2 separate regions of the Triticum aestivum genome follow, and region 1 is linked to region 2. A link is a contact called in public Hi-C data. All regions are on one chromosome and are shown on one strand. Each heading gives the region's core, a stretch centred on a gene start, on an enhancer-like site or on the middle of the called end of the contact. The rest is flanking DNA. Distances are from core to core; before and after follow the strand shown. Region 1 holds the start of LOC123105187 (NADH-ubiquinone oxidoreductase subunit 8). Region 2 holds the start of LOC123105178 (kinesin-like protein KIN-8B).

Evidence for each region. Hi-C and Micro-C count contacts between places; a contact is called where the count stands out from the background.
Region 1: a contact with region 2 is called in a Hi-C map of leaf, with 5 times the contacts expected there. The contact joins the promoter of LOC123105187 here to the promoter of LOC123105178 in region 2. A contact is called at or near these places in 2 of 5 Hi-C or Micro-C datasets (both in leaf).

What each region holds. Positions count from the first base shown.
Region 1 is chr5A:600,340,581-600,346,902 of IWGSC CS RefSeq v2.1, reverse strand. LOC123105187 (NADH-ubiquinone oxidoreductase subunit 8) reads left to right here and starts at 5,043. Exons shown (of 8, transcript XM_044527200.1): 1 at 5,043-5,281; 2 at 5,437-5,518; 3 at 6,000-6,053; 4 at 6,157-6,248. The coding sequence starts at 5,228.
Region 2 is chr5A:599,880,233-599,886,790 of IWGSC CS RefSeq v2.1, reverse strand. LOC123105178 (kinesin-like protein KIN-8B) reads right to left here and starts at 5,068. Exons shown (of 16, transcript XM_044527185.1): 1 at 4,391-5,068; 2 at 4,217-4,294; 3 at 3,950-4,066; 4 at 1,570-1,655; 5 at 706-850; 6 at 510-605; 7 at 1-12. The coding sequence starts at 4,438.

The DNA.
Region 1 (6,322 bases), core at 3,794-6,293, 460 kb before region 2:
AACTCAGAGGTGTCGTACGTTTGGTACTTGATCGGTCAGATCGTGAAGACGTACGACTACATCATCCGCGTTGTGCTAACGCTTCCGCCTTCGGTCTAGGAGGGTACGTGGACAACACTCTCCCCTCTCGTTGCTATGCATCACCATGATCCTGTGTGTGCGTAGGAATTTTTTTTGAAATTACTACGTTCCCCAACAAATCTGTCTATTCCACTTTCCCAAGGTGTGGTCGATGAAATCGCCGCAAGCCTCGGTGGGTTCATCGTCCTACTTCCGTAGGGGCGCAACATCTCATTCCTAGGAATCCAATTATCCACCCAAACATTTGTGGTAGTTCCATTGCCTATCCTCATGATGATTCCCTGTTTGAGAATTTCGCCCCCCTCGATGATCGCCCTCCAAATTTGGCTAGGATGGGACCCAATGGTTGCCTACAATATAGATGTTGTAGGATAATACACGGCCTTCTGGATCCGCGCACTGAGAGTCTCTGGTTATTGGAGGAGTCGCCACCCCTGCTTCGCAAGCATTGCCAGATTGAATAACTCAAAGTCCTTAAAGCCTAGCCCTCCCATTGATTTAGGTTATGTCATATCCTTCCACGAGACCCAATGGGGCTTCCGACGGCCATCCTTTGAGCCCACCAAAACTTCTGTATGAGCATGTTGAGATGTTCGCATAGCCCTCTTGGGACCTTGAAACAAGACATAGAGAAGACAGGAACTGCTTGGGCCACTGGTTTGACTAAGACCTCCTTCCCCGCAGTAGACAAAGTCTTCTCTATCCAAGCTTGTATTTTATTCCATAAATGATCTTTCAAGAATTTAAAGGCTCCATTCTTTGACTGACCCACATCAGATGGCATGCCCAAGTATTTCTCATTCAGAGTCTCGTTTGGTACATGGAGCAACCCTTTGACCTCCGCTCGAAACTTTCAGGAACACCCTTGCTGAAAAATATGGAAGATTTATCATAGTTAATTCTCTGACCCGTTGCTTGACAATAATGATCCAACAATTGGTTGACCTCATCTGCACCCATAGTATTGGCCTTGAAAAACAGCAGGCTGTCATCTGCAAATAATAAATGACTTACCGGTGGCGCTGAAGGTGCCACTTGTAGACCAAGGAGTTTAGATGACTCATTTGATTTTAAAAGGCACAAAAGGCCCTCTGCTGCTAGCAAGAACAAGTATGGGGAGATTGGATCCCCCTTTCGGATCCCTCGTGAAGGATTGAATTGTTGCAGTTTACTATCATTGAACATGACTGAAAATTTGACCGACGTTACCATGCCCATAACTATCTCAACCCATCTCTGAGTGAATCCCAACTTTAGCAGGATGGCTTGTAAATATGACCACTCCACCCTATCATAGGCCTTCATCATATCCAATTTCAGTGTGCGGTGTTGGTGTTTATTTGCCCTATTCCTTTTCATAAAATGGAGACACTCATAAGCTGGAATTATGTTGTCAGTAATCAACCTTCCAGGAACAAAGGCGGACTGTTCTACATAAATTATGTCGGGCAATATCAGCTTGAGACGGTTTGCAATCACCTTGGATGCAATTTTGTAAAGGACGTTGCAGAGGGATATAGGCCGGAATTGAGTTAACTGCGTTGGGCTTTTTACCTTGGGGATGAGAACTAGGATAGTCTCGTTAATACATTCCGCAGACTTCGTCCCTTCAACTATTCGAAGCACCACCTTTGTTACCTCATCACCGCACACATCCCAATTACGTTGGAAAAAATGGGCGGGGAACCCGTCCGGCCCCGGGGCTTTTATAGGGAACATTTGGAAAAGAGCCTCCTTCACTTCCTGCTGTGTGTATGGAGCATTTAACTGGATATTCATCTCGGGCGTTACCTTGCATGGCACTGTATCAAGGACTGTCTCCATATTCTGTACTCCCTCGGAAGTGTAGAGGTTTTCATAGAACACGCTGGTAAGATTGGCCATCTCATTTGCACCCTCGGTTAAACTACCATCCGGGCCTTGCAATGCTTTTATTTGGTTCTTTCTTCTTCTCCGACTGGCTCTGAGATGAAAAAAATAAGTATTCTTGTCTCCATGAGCCAACCATTCTAGCCTTGCTCTCTGTCGCCAAAGAATCTCCTCCCGGTGATATAACTCTATTAGGCAGTCTGAAATTTTGATCTCCACATGGGAAGGGCCGATCCTCCCCATTTGCGCCCGCAGCACATCTAGCTATCCCTTAAGCTTTTTTATCTCGCCAAGAAGAGAACTGAACTCAGTGTGGTCCCAATGATGCAAGCCGTGTGATAGCCCATTCAACTTTTCATGCAAATCTGCCACTGAGTTGGCATGTGTTTTGCTCCAATCCTCTGAAACGAAGTTAATGAACTGTGGGTGCCGCTCCCACATCAGCTCATATTTAAACGTATGTGGCCCCTTCTTTTGTGTATGCACATTAGATAACGAGAGTAGGATCGCTGCATGGTCGGATGACGCTGAATTTTTATGCTCAAGCTTTGCTGCGGGAAACGCTAGTGACCACGCCGGTGTGGCGACACACCTATCCAGTCTTACACGCGTGAAAGTGCCACTGGCGACCTTCTTCTCAAAGGTCCACGTACTCCCATGGTAGTCGATATCTGCTAAACCACAAGTATCTAGGGCGTCTTGGAAGGCGTCCATCTGAGCCTGGCTTCTGCTTCCTACTCCATCATGTTCATAGGCATGCAACACTTCATTGAAGTCGCCTAGAGCAGCCCAGGGCAGCTGGCTCGAGCTCGCAATGCCCCTAAGCATGTTCCAAGTTTTGTACCGCTTGCTAACCTGAGCTTCTCCATAGATGAAGGTGAACCTGGCCTTGGTACCATTAAAGGAGTCAACCTCAACATCGGCATGATACTCAGAGTAACCAATTATCTCAAGCTTTATTGAATCATTCCAGAAAATCCCAATACCACCACTTCTGCCAGAACTACTAATAGCAAAACTCTTATTAAAGCCTAAAGTATCAACAAGCTTTTCAACTCTCTCACCCTCTATTTGAGTTTCAACAATGCATATTATAGAGGGGCAAACTGCCTCACCATATCGTGAAGCTCTCGAACCGCCGCGGGTTTGCCAGCACCATGACAGTTCCAACATAAGATACTCATTGGGCTCAGCGGCGCTCCTCGCCGGAGCCCGTCTTATTTGGTTTTGCTACATTAGTAAGGGCATGTTCTGATCTCCTCTCACTCCACGCTTCACAAATATTGGAGCGGATTCATGCCGAACGAAATATGACCGAGAAGCTAGCTTCAGGAAGCTACCATCAAGCGTAGTACAAAACGTGAAGCAGGGTCGGCCCAGCTCCACCGATACGAAAAGCTGAAGTTAGCCAATATTACATTGGAAGTGCCACCACCAAGTGAAGGTAATCGAATCGGTACGTTGCCCACACATATCGCTGGTCATTCTCTCTCGATCGAATAGGTACAAAGGCTCTCTAGGCTACCTCCAACGGCCCAAACTGGCACCCAACTAGGCCCAACAACCTCCTAGCTTGGCTTTAGCGACCCGAGAAGCTACGCTCGGCGTCGAACACTTGCGAATCGCTGTGTGAAGCAAGAAGCTGGTTAGGGAAGCTGGATTTGTGAAGTTGGAGGAGATCAGAACACGCCCTAACTCCTCATTGCCATCAGCCGCCTTTGCCCTTTTTGATTCTCTCTTTGGTGGAGGACTCATTGCATTTAGTTCAGCCGGAATGATTGCAAGTTGACTGTTTATGGATCCTCCAACAGATTGTTGTTCACTTTGACTTGCTCTCTCCGGACGCTTCCTGTTACCCTCCATCATATCAGTGTCCACAATCACACGGCTAGCAGTGTCAACAGGATCATCATAACCCGGAGCCGTAGACGACGCCCCTCTCGCAGTAGCATTGTTGGTGTGGCCACCTCGGCCTCCTCCCTGCCCACCGCGGCGACCTCGGCCTCCCCCGGGGCCAGTCCCCGTCCTCATGGTCCAGGAAGCCCGCAGGTCTTTGAAGAAGAGCGCATCTGGTGTATGAACTCCATCACTGTGCTCTTTGAAAACATGGCCTAGACGCCCACAAACGGCGCACCAATCAGGAAGTTTCTCATACTTCACCTTTTATATCTGACGATTGCCATCGCGAATCATTGACACCGCATTCTTGAGTGGTTTGAAGACATTGATCTTAACCCAGACTCGGTAGAAGTTGCCGGCGAAGTCTTGAGACTGCGATTCCACGAACAGAACTTCCCCAACTTTCCCTGCCAAGGCTGGAACTAGATGGGCGTACTTGTCCAGGACATCATGAATCTGCACCCAAATATCAAGTGTGTCCAGCGCTACTTTGGAGGGTTGGGTGATTCCATCATAGGGCGTAAGGATCATCGTGTGATCCACGGAAGTTCCACGGGCCGTCCTGCATGACGTGTTCCCAATCCCCTAAGCAAAAGAACTGTATTGTGTAGAGATTATCCTCTAAGGGATGAAACTTGCAGTTCTGAGCGAGATCCCATGCCGCTCGCATGTTCTTGAAGAGCCAAAATTGGCTATATTCCTTGTTTATGTGCACCCGCGTCACGGCGCTCCACCGAGCCGCCTTCGGCGGTGCAGCTTCCTCATCATAGACGACGTCGTCCAAGTCCTCATCGCGAAGGCCCAGCTTTGCCATCATCTTCTCCAACTCGACAGAGGGGCCTGCGACGCGTCTTGCAGCCGCTGACGCGCCTTCCTCTGCCATCCTCTTGAAACCCTAACCTGAAGGAGATCCGATCGAGCATTGTAAACGAACCCTAGCTCCCTGCCCGTAACCAGTCAGGTCCAACCAAGGCCGGGTGATGGTCCAGAACCACCCCGTAATCAGCCCGAATCAGCCCCGATGGCACTGCCAAGGGAGGGAAGGTGAACGAATTCGATGGCGACGAAGAGATCGCCCCAGGGAGAAGAAACCCTAACTCGCGAGCGAGAAGGAAAAAAAACAGGCAATCGATCTCGAACGTTTTGGATGGGCACGGGGCACTTCTATACCTCTAGTGCCTTGAACACACGGAAGGCCCCCCTGTCTTCTGGGCGGTGCTGCACTTCCCAGCCCAGCCCAGCCTAGCCCACCTGTAAGTTCCTGTTTCTCCACACACCCGGACATCCCCCAGCCACTAACTAGAGACCACAGTGCACAGTCCACCTCAACCCCCTTTCGATCCGAATCCACCGTCTCCTCGTCGCCGACGACGCCACCATGGCGGCGCTCCTAGCCCGGCAGGCAGCGATGGCCCTCCGCGCTAGGCAGACGGTGAGCAGCCCTTCTACCCCTCCCCCGCCTCCCCTGCCCGCCGTCGCCCTCCTAGATCTCCGCCGTCCGCCCTCCGGCTTTCAGATCGAGGCACGCCGCCCCGCACTCCTGTTTGCTGTGACTTGCGCCTGATTCGTGGTTTGCCGGTGTTTCAGGCGCGTCTCGGCCCGTCCGCGACGGCGATGCAGGGCCACCTCCGGACCTACATGGACGCGGGGGCGCCCAAGAGGTTCAAAGGTATCCACCCTCTCCCCTCTTCCTGAGCTTTTGGTATTATGATTATTTCGGAAATGTGGTTCGGGCTATGTTGGTTCTACCTTACCATTTCCATGCATTTCGTGTGTTCAAAGTGATTGATTTTCTATATCTTGTGGTGCATACGGTAGCGTGTGAGCGAGGAATTAGGGTTGTACCTGAAACTCTTTGGAACAGATCTTCGGTTATAGAGTATTAGTTAGTTGCACACTGATGCCTGACACCCAGTATGAAATGGTCAAAAATTGTGCCATGCTGCCTCCCGTTGGTTTTAGGAGAACCTGTTCTTTACAACTTAAAGCCATTTGCTGATGATGATGGACTATAGTATCGAATTCTAATTGGCCTTATTCTTTCGAACACTAATTCCATGCTATGATTTTGTGTGTGCATAGTTGCATCTTGAATTTAAATTTGTGCGATGCTACTGTTCTCTGAAAGCGCTGCCCTCTTTAATGATCAGAGGACGAGGAGAAAGAACAGCTTGCGAAAGAGCTCGCCAAAGATTGGAGTGCTGGTGAGTATATGTTTTTTATATGGGCATACAATTGTATGTTGGCTATTTTCCTTGTTGCTGTTAGGATACTGCTTCACCTCTCATTTTAATGCTCTTTCTTCAGTGTTTGAAAGGAGTATCAATACATTGTTTTTGACTGAAATGGTCCGTGGTTTGATGCTGACGCTCAAGTACTTCTTCGAGAGGAAAGTTACAGTTAAGTGGCGAATTTCACACATGCTATTAGTCTTATTGTCGTGCTTGCTTCTGTTGACTGTTCTTTTATCTTG
Region 2 (6,558 bases), core at 3,819-6,318:
TGCTGAATGGACCTAGGAAAATAAGAGTTTAAACATCCAAATTTAGTTTATGCCAAAACCGATGGGAATCAACAGGCATGCTTTCAGAATATAGCATGACATGCAATATCTGGATGTTGCAACAGAATTAGACAAAAAAAAAAAGGCTTCATACAAAACCAAGGACCAAACCGAATATCTTTGAAAAAAGAGACCACATAAAATAAACATTTTAATTATTTATTGCAAGCTTTTCCTACAGAATACTCAGAAAATATTGCAGCTTAAAAGCACAACAAGAATATCTACTCATGTCCTTTCATTGTCAACTTATCAGCTACTCGAAATAATTAGAAATGTTAAGAGTACTATGCAGATAACATTATGTGCAAAATAATAATTAGAAATGTTAAGAGTAACAAACAAAAAAGCAAATAACACAAAAGAAGGCCAGAATTAACACTAGCAGCCAAGACATGTAACTTATTACCAGGAAAAATAAATACTGTGAGGAAGGAAGAGTTGTAAACCTTAATTCTTCTTAAACCAGCAACTATTATGCCATGCTCGGGATCCTCACGAAGCTCTAGGTGACCTGAGGATTTCTCAAGCAAATCATAGATAACCTGGAGTTCAGAAAACCGACAATTATTTCACAGCTTATATGCAACACATCTATTAGGACTGATAATATTTTTATTATAAACACAATTATTTGCACATTACCTCATTGTATACTTCCAGATATGAACATGAGACTTCAAATGTATCTGAACTATCATCTTTTTTTATTTGATCAAAGATTGTGCGGAAGCTAAGAACCATAAGACCAGGATCACTCCGGCTTCCAACCATCGTATATGTTTTGCCACTGTAGAATCACATACAGCAGGGCATATTAATATACATATGGAACAACTTCATATTGTAGCTCAGTATCCAAGTATAGCAAAAACACCTTTACTGAATAAATAGTACATCAGTTCTTCGCCAGGGAAGTTTTGAAAAGAATGAAGCAAAAGAAACAAAGTAACATCCCATAGCAACTGGGAACAGTTTCATTTTTAGCATTTTGAACAGTCGACTACTTATAGCCGTAAGATCAAGACAGACCGGGACCGTGACTATCAAACAGACATGTACAAATCCTAAAGTCTTACTATCAAACAGACCTGGACGGTGACTTAGAAATAGCAAAACCATTTGAACAATCATTAAATTGGGATGGCAACTGACTAAGTGTGAAGTAAATACAATCTAGAGTGGACAAGCATTTAATCACTTTTTAACCTCAATTGCATGATTAAGAGGTAAGCTTACCAAGCATGGTACAGATAAGAAAATTTTGAAATAGAGGAAATTCAGGAAAATATAATGCGTTAATTCGATGACCACATCTGAAGAAGTGTTTGGACAGTATATCATCCATTTCCTTAAAGTTTAAAAACTTACGAAATTTACACCATATTTTAATGAGCGCAATTTATGAGATCCTTCAGAACTGTGATTGTAAAGCAGTACATATTTGATGATGGCTAAAAGATAAGCAATCTGCTTGTCAGTAGCAAAAATAATCCAGTGAATGCATACCTTCCAGTAGAGCCATACGCAAAGACTGTCACATTAAGGCCTTGAACTACACCCAAAACTGTGGGAGAAATATTCTTATAAACATCCTGTAAAATGAATGCATTTGTATCAAATTAAAATCGTAAGATGATATAGTGTAAAACATTAACTACAAGAACACAGCATTTGTTCCCATGTCTTAAATCCATACACATCCAGATGATTCTCATTCTTGCAGTCTCCATATGTTCAGTGATAATAACCTTAAGTATGGAAAATTCTAATATCAAGACATAAACATATTAGCATCAGTTTGCACATAAATGCATTTTAGGCTACTGAACTTGCTGGGTTGTGTTGAAACACAATACTCACAAAAAATGTAATACATAAAATAATTACTTGTAGAAAGGGGGACTAAGTTATATCTATGTACCTAGAATCAGTTAGACTATCTCCAACAGCAGACCAAAAAACATAGCCGTGACAAAAACACTGACAGCTCCAACAGCAGACAAATACCTATATGGCGGCCATATTTTTTTTTTGGTCCTGACCAAACAATGCTACAAATGATGTATATTTCGGTCACCGCTAGCAGCCAACCAAAAAACAAAACTGCTGCGCAGGAACCCAACCACCGCCAAGCGGCCTCACACTGCATCTGCGCCTGCCAATTCTGGCCGTCGGGCACCAGGGCCGCCCCAAGTCCCGCCGCCACCCCTACAACCACGGCCGCCCGGTCCCGCACAATTCCGGCCGTCCAACCATGCTCCACACCGTCGCCAAACTTCCCCGCCACCGGATTCTGCCGTCACCATCGCCATCCCCGCCGAGCTCCCCCCCCCCTGCCAACAGATCTGCCTTCTGGCCTCCCTGCGTCGCGTCGGATCGTCATGTTTCATGTGGTTCTCAAATTTTTGGTCTGCTGGAAAACCACAAGATTTTCCGGTGAACAAAAACCTTCTCTCTCCCCCTAAAATCAGCTTTTGGTCTGCTGTTGGCGATGCTCTCTTAGTCCAACCTATTACATATTATTACAATGGGGCTACAAAATTCCACATTAACAGGAACAATAAATCTATGCAGTATTTACAGACCTTGGACAAAATGGTGGAACTTTGTCAGCTACATTTAAAGTTATTGAGCTGTTGTAGTTGTACAGGAAATACAGCTATATATTTGAACAAATACAACTATTTCTGAAACAAAGCACATTTGTTTTCGTATCTAACCGGGCAAGAGATTTGACTAGGTATATACACATTTCCAGCATCTATACATACCAGTGTAACATGGCCTGACCATAGAACTTTGATTGCTTCAACATTTTATGTAACATTTTTTACAAGAATGATTCTGACAAGATCCAGTGATAGTGCGATACAGAATTAAGTTTTTCAACACGATGTACGATGTTACATGACTCTTGCAAAACGAATCAAAATTAGTATTCATATGAAATCAAATCCTAATAGCGATTTAAACATTGTTGACAGATCTGTTGGGCTTTAAGAGTTATTAATACAAACACGTGTTTGTCAGGAACTCAGGATAAGCTGCTAGGGGTTTATAGCCTGGACTCAGACTAGCTCATAAGTAGGACTAGTTACGTATCTAATAACTTCCAGCCACTGGGTGCTCGCATGATCTCCCACTGGGTGTCACACAAAAATCTCAAAATAAATGCAGTGACTACAACTAACCGACAGATTTTTGAAACGTTAACACAGAAGAAACAAATGTTTTTTTTTTCAAAAAGGGGTGACCACGGAGCAGAAACAAGTGGTACTGGGTTAAAACTTAATAACACGGTTGTAGAGCGGACTAGTGCAACCGTATCAGGGAGAGCCACTGTAGACGAACTACGAAGACCGTGGATAAAAAACAGCTGCCCAGCTAGTTGCACTTGATTACAGTTTACAGGGTAAGTGGTGAAGATACAGTGTAACAAATGCCCCAGGCTCCAGTCCAGGTCACGGATTAAAAAGAGACCTGGGTTTTGGAAATTAGTTCTCTAAACTGGAGTCCTTTTCTCTGAAACCAGACGTATACGCGTTAGGTAGCATACCTAACAGTAACAAATACAGCCAATGCTTTGCTTAGCTCCAGACTGAATTGGCATTTTGCACATGCCAATAGCATCGTTACAACCTAGAGCTATCCAAAGCATGAGCAACTCCTAGTTTTGGCAATTAATAAACCAAAGGGGTTGGTTGCGGTTTCGCTTTCTGAAGTAGCATTTCCTGAAATGCAAGGCATGACCAATCCAGGAACTCCCAAGCTTCAGTGCAGATTTAAGACACTTACTGTAATCAGCATATGAGCCCATTGTCAAAAGCAAGCTAAGCAATTCAGGGTTAGTGCAGCACAAGCTAATGAGGTACATAAGCCTGCGTACCGTATTGGAGCATCCAGGCGCGTACACGTGATCGAAGCTGTATCTTTTCTCCTTGGTCCGGTTCTGGATGAGGTCCAGGTAGCCCTTGGAGATATCAGGGTCCAACACAGCTACATTCTGGAGAACCATACAAGCACAACATTATCACTACTAGTTTGCTATGCTACCAATACCATTACCATCCATGGCAAAATTCTAACCACCCATGACACAAACTACTAATAGTTCATAGCCCAAGCAAATCAAGCCAAGCCTCTGTCTGTTTACCTTGTCATCAATTACTTGTATGATGTGCCGCGAGCGCCGGCTCTCGTTGTCGGTCAGTGGCCTGCACTTGACAGCCACCTGCAAATAGATACAGGATCACATAATCAAGCAAGGCAATGGAACAGAAGTGCAGTTAAATCGCAGTGGATTGATGCAGAGGGTGTAGTGTGGTACCTGCAGCGTGGCCGTCTGCCTGGAAGCCGGAGCCCGGATGGTGGGCATTGCGCGGAACCTTCCTCTTCCTTTTGGGGGTTGGCCCCCAGCCCAGCCGACCTCCCTCCCTTCCTTCGCCCAGAAGATGCGGTGCCAATCTAGCACAAGCCAACCCGGCCGCGCCCACGCCCACGACCCTTCGGAATCACGCCACACGGGGGCGGCAAAAAGGCGAGGCGCATCCCCACCGCACCAGCAGCACCACCAGCTGCCGCGGCGGCGGCGAAAAGGGGCCCCGCGAAAAGGAGCCCGCTACTGCCGCTGCAGTGGCCTCCCTGCTCACCGGTCCACCACCAAACCAACCCGAGCCGCCGCCGGCCAACACGGCCGAATGCCGGAGGAGTCGAGGAGAAATGCCGCCGCCGGAGGCCGGCTCCCTCCGCCAAAATGCGAGCCCGCGGAGCCGTGCCCAACGCTCCCGAAATCGCCGCGCCCGGGGAAGGAAGGAAGGAAGGAACGGCGGTTACTCCATCCACAGAAGAAAATGGCAGCACGGCCACAGGTCGAGCGCGTGTGTGATTTGGTGGGCGGCACGACGGGGCTGCAGGCGGGCGTACGAAGAGGATTCAGGGGATGAAGAGGAGGAGGCGGTGGTAGGAGGGAGGAGACGGAGGTGGTGGTTTAATGGGGGAGGAATAATTAATCGGCGGCAGCTGGAGAAGGCGACACGGAACGGGAGGGGGGGGAGGGGAGGCGAGGTGGGGGTGGGCCTCGCCCTAGCTGGGCCCCACCCAACGGTCCGATGCCTTTGCTTGCGCTTGCGCCTGCGCCTCCGTCCGGCTCCGGCCCGGTCCGGTACACGACGCCGTACCTGCGGTACAGTCAGTCCTGCGCCACGCACAGCTCGTCGGCGCGCCCCTCTATCTATCCTTTCCCCGCCTACCTGCCAGGTCTCTCGCTTCGTCGGGGCGCTCTCGTCGCGTGCAAACCCAAACCTGGACGCTAGCCGGCTACTGTGTGCGCACGCTATGGGGTGTGGAGTGCACAATGCAACAAAGCTGGGATGAAGAAGGAAGGGTCGATGTGCACGAGTGCCGAAAGGCGTTCTGGTCCAGCTTCAATGCACGATGCGGAACAGTGCGATGCTAGCTAGAGTGGGGAGCTCGCCTATGGCGCACAGGCCGGTGGGTGATCGTGTGCCTTTAGTTTGCGTGGCAGAGGCGCGGGAGCTCTGGTGGGTGTCGGCGCGGCGGCCCTCCATGTGAGGCTACACGGTTGGCTTTGCGGCGAGCGTCGTTGCAGCTGCGGTGGCTCTCGTCTTAGCTATGTGGGTGTCGAGGGGAGAACGCGACGAGTGATTTCTGGCGTCGCCGTGGCTTCGGCGGTGACGAGTCGCTAGTCATGATCTCGAGGCCATGTGCCGACGGCAATATCCCTGTCTCTGGGTTGGTTCCAAGACCATGGAACCTTGTGTGGCACAGACGAGGATCTGAGTGAAAGCTTTGCGCTTTGGCACCGGCAACGGCGAAAGCTTCCCGCTCCAACGATGATGCCCATGGGTGTTGCTTGCTCATGGGGGCACCGTTATGTGTTTTCTCTTCGTGTTAGGTTTGCGAATGAAAACCCTAGTAGCGGCACGTTGCATTCTCACTCTCTTGACGGCGTCGTCGAGGAGCTCACAGAACATCTTATTGCAATGTGTCTGCGCCTTCAAACATGATCTAACACTGCCGAGAAGCTTCTTCGAATCTGGCGTGGGGTGTCTTTGTTGGTCTCGTATTTGTCCCGGGCCAGGGTTCTCTCACCATGTCGGTTCTAGCCTGATAGGCCATGCTAGCACATGACACGCTATACGAAGACTTCTGAAGACTTGATGTACAAGCTGAAGAAACTAGAGCCATGGATGACTCTATCTCCACCTACATAGCCGACTACCTAAGCCCCCCGGTAAGCTATATAAGCCGGGGGTTTGTCAATGGACACATTACAATCCTTGGTATTCAACTATACTTTGCACACACACCCCAGTCGCAAATAGACATTAGCAGTAGTAGATGATTATCTCTATGGCGAGAGCCCAAACTTAGGCAAAATCTTGCCTCGTGTTACCATCCAGTCCAATCGCCTAGCCGGGACACCCTATTGAGGGATCTACCTGATTTAGCTTTGCCCCGTGTCATCGTTGTCAC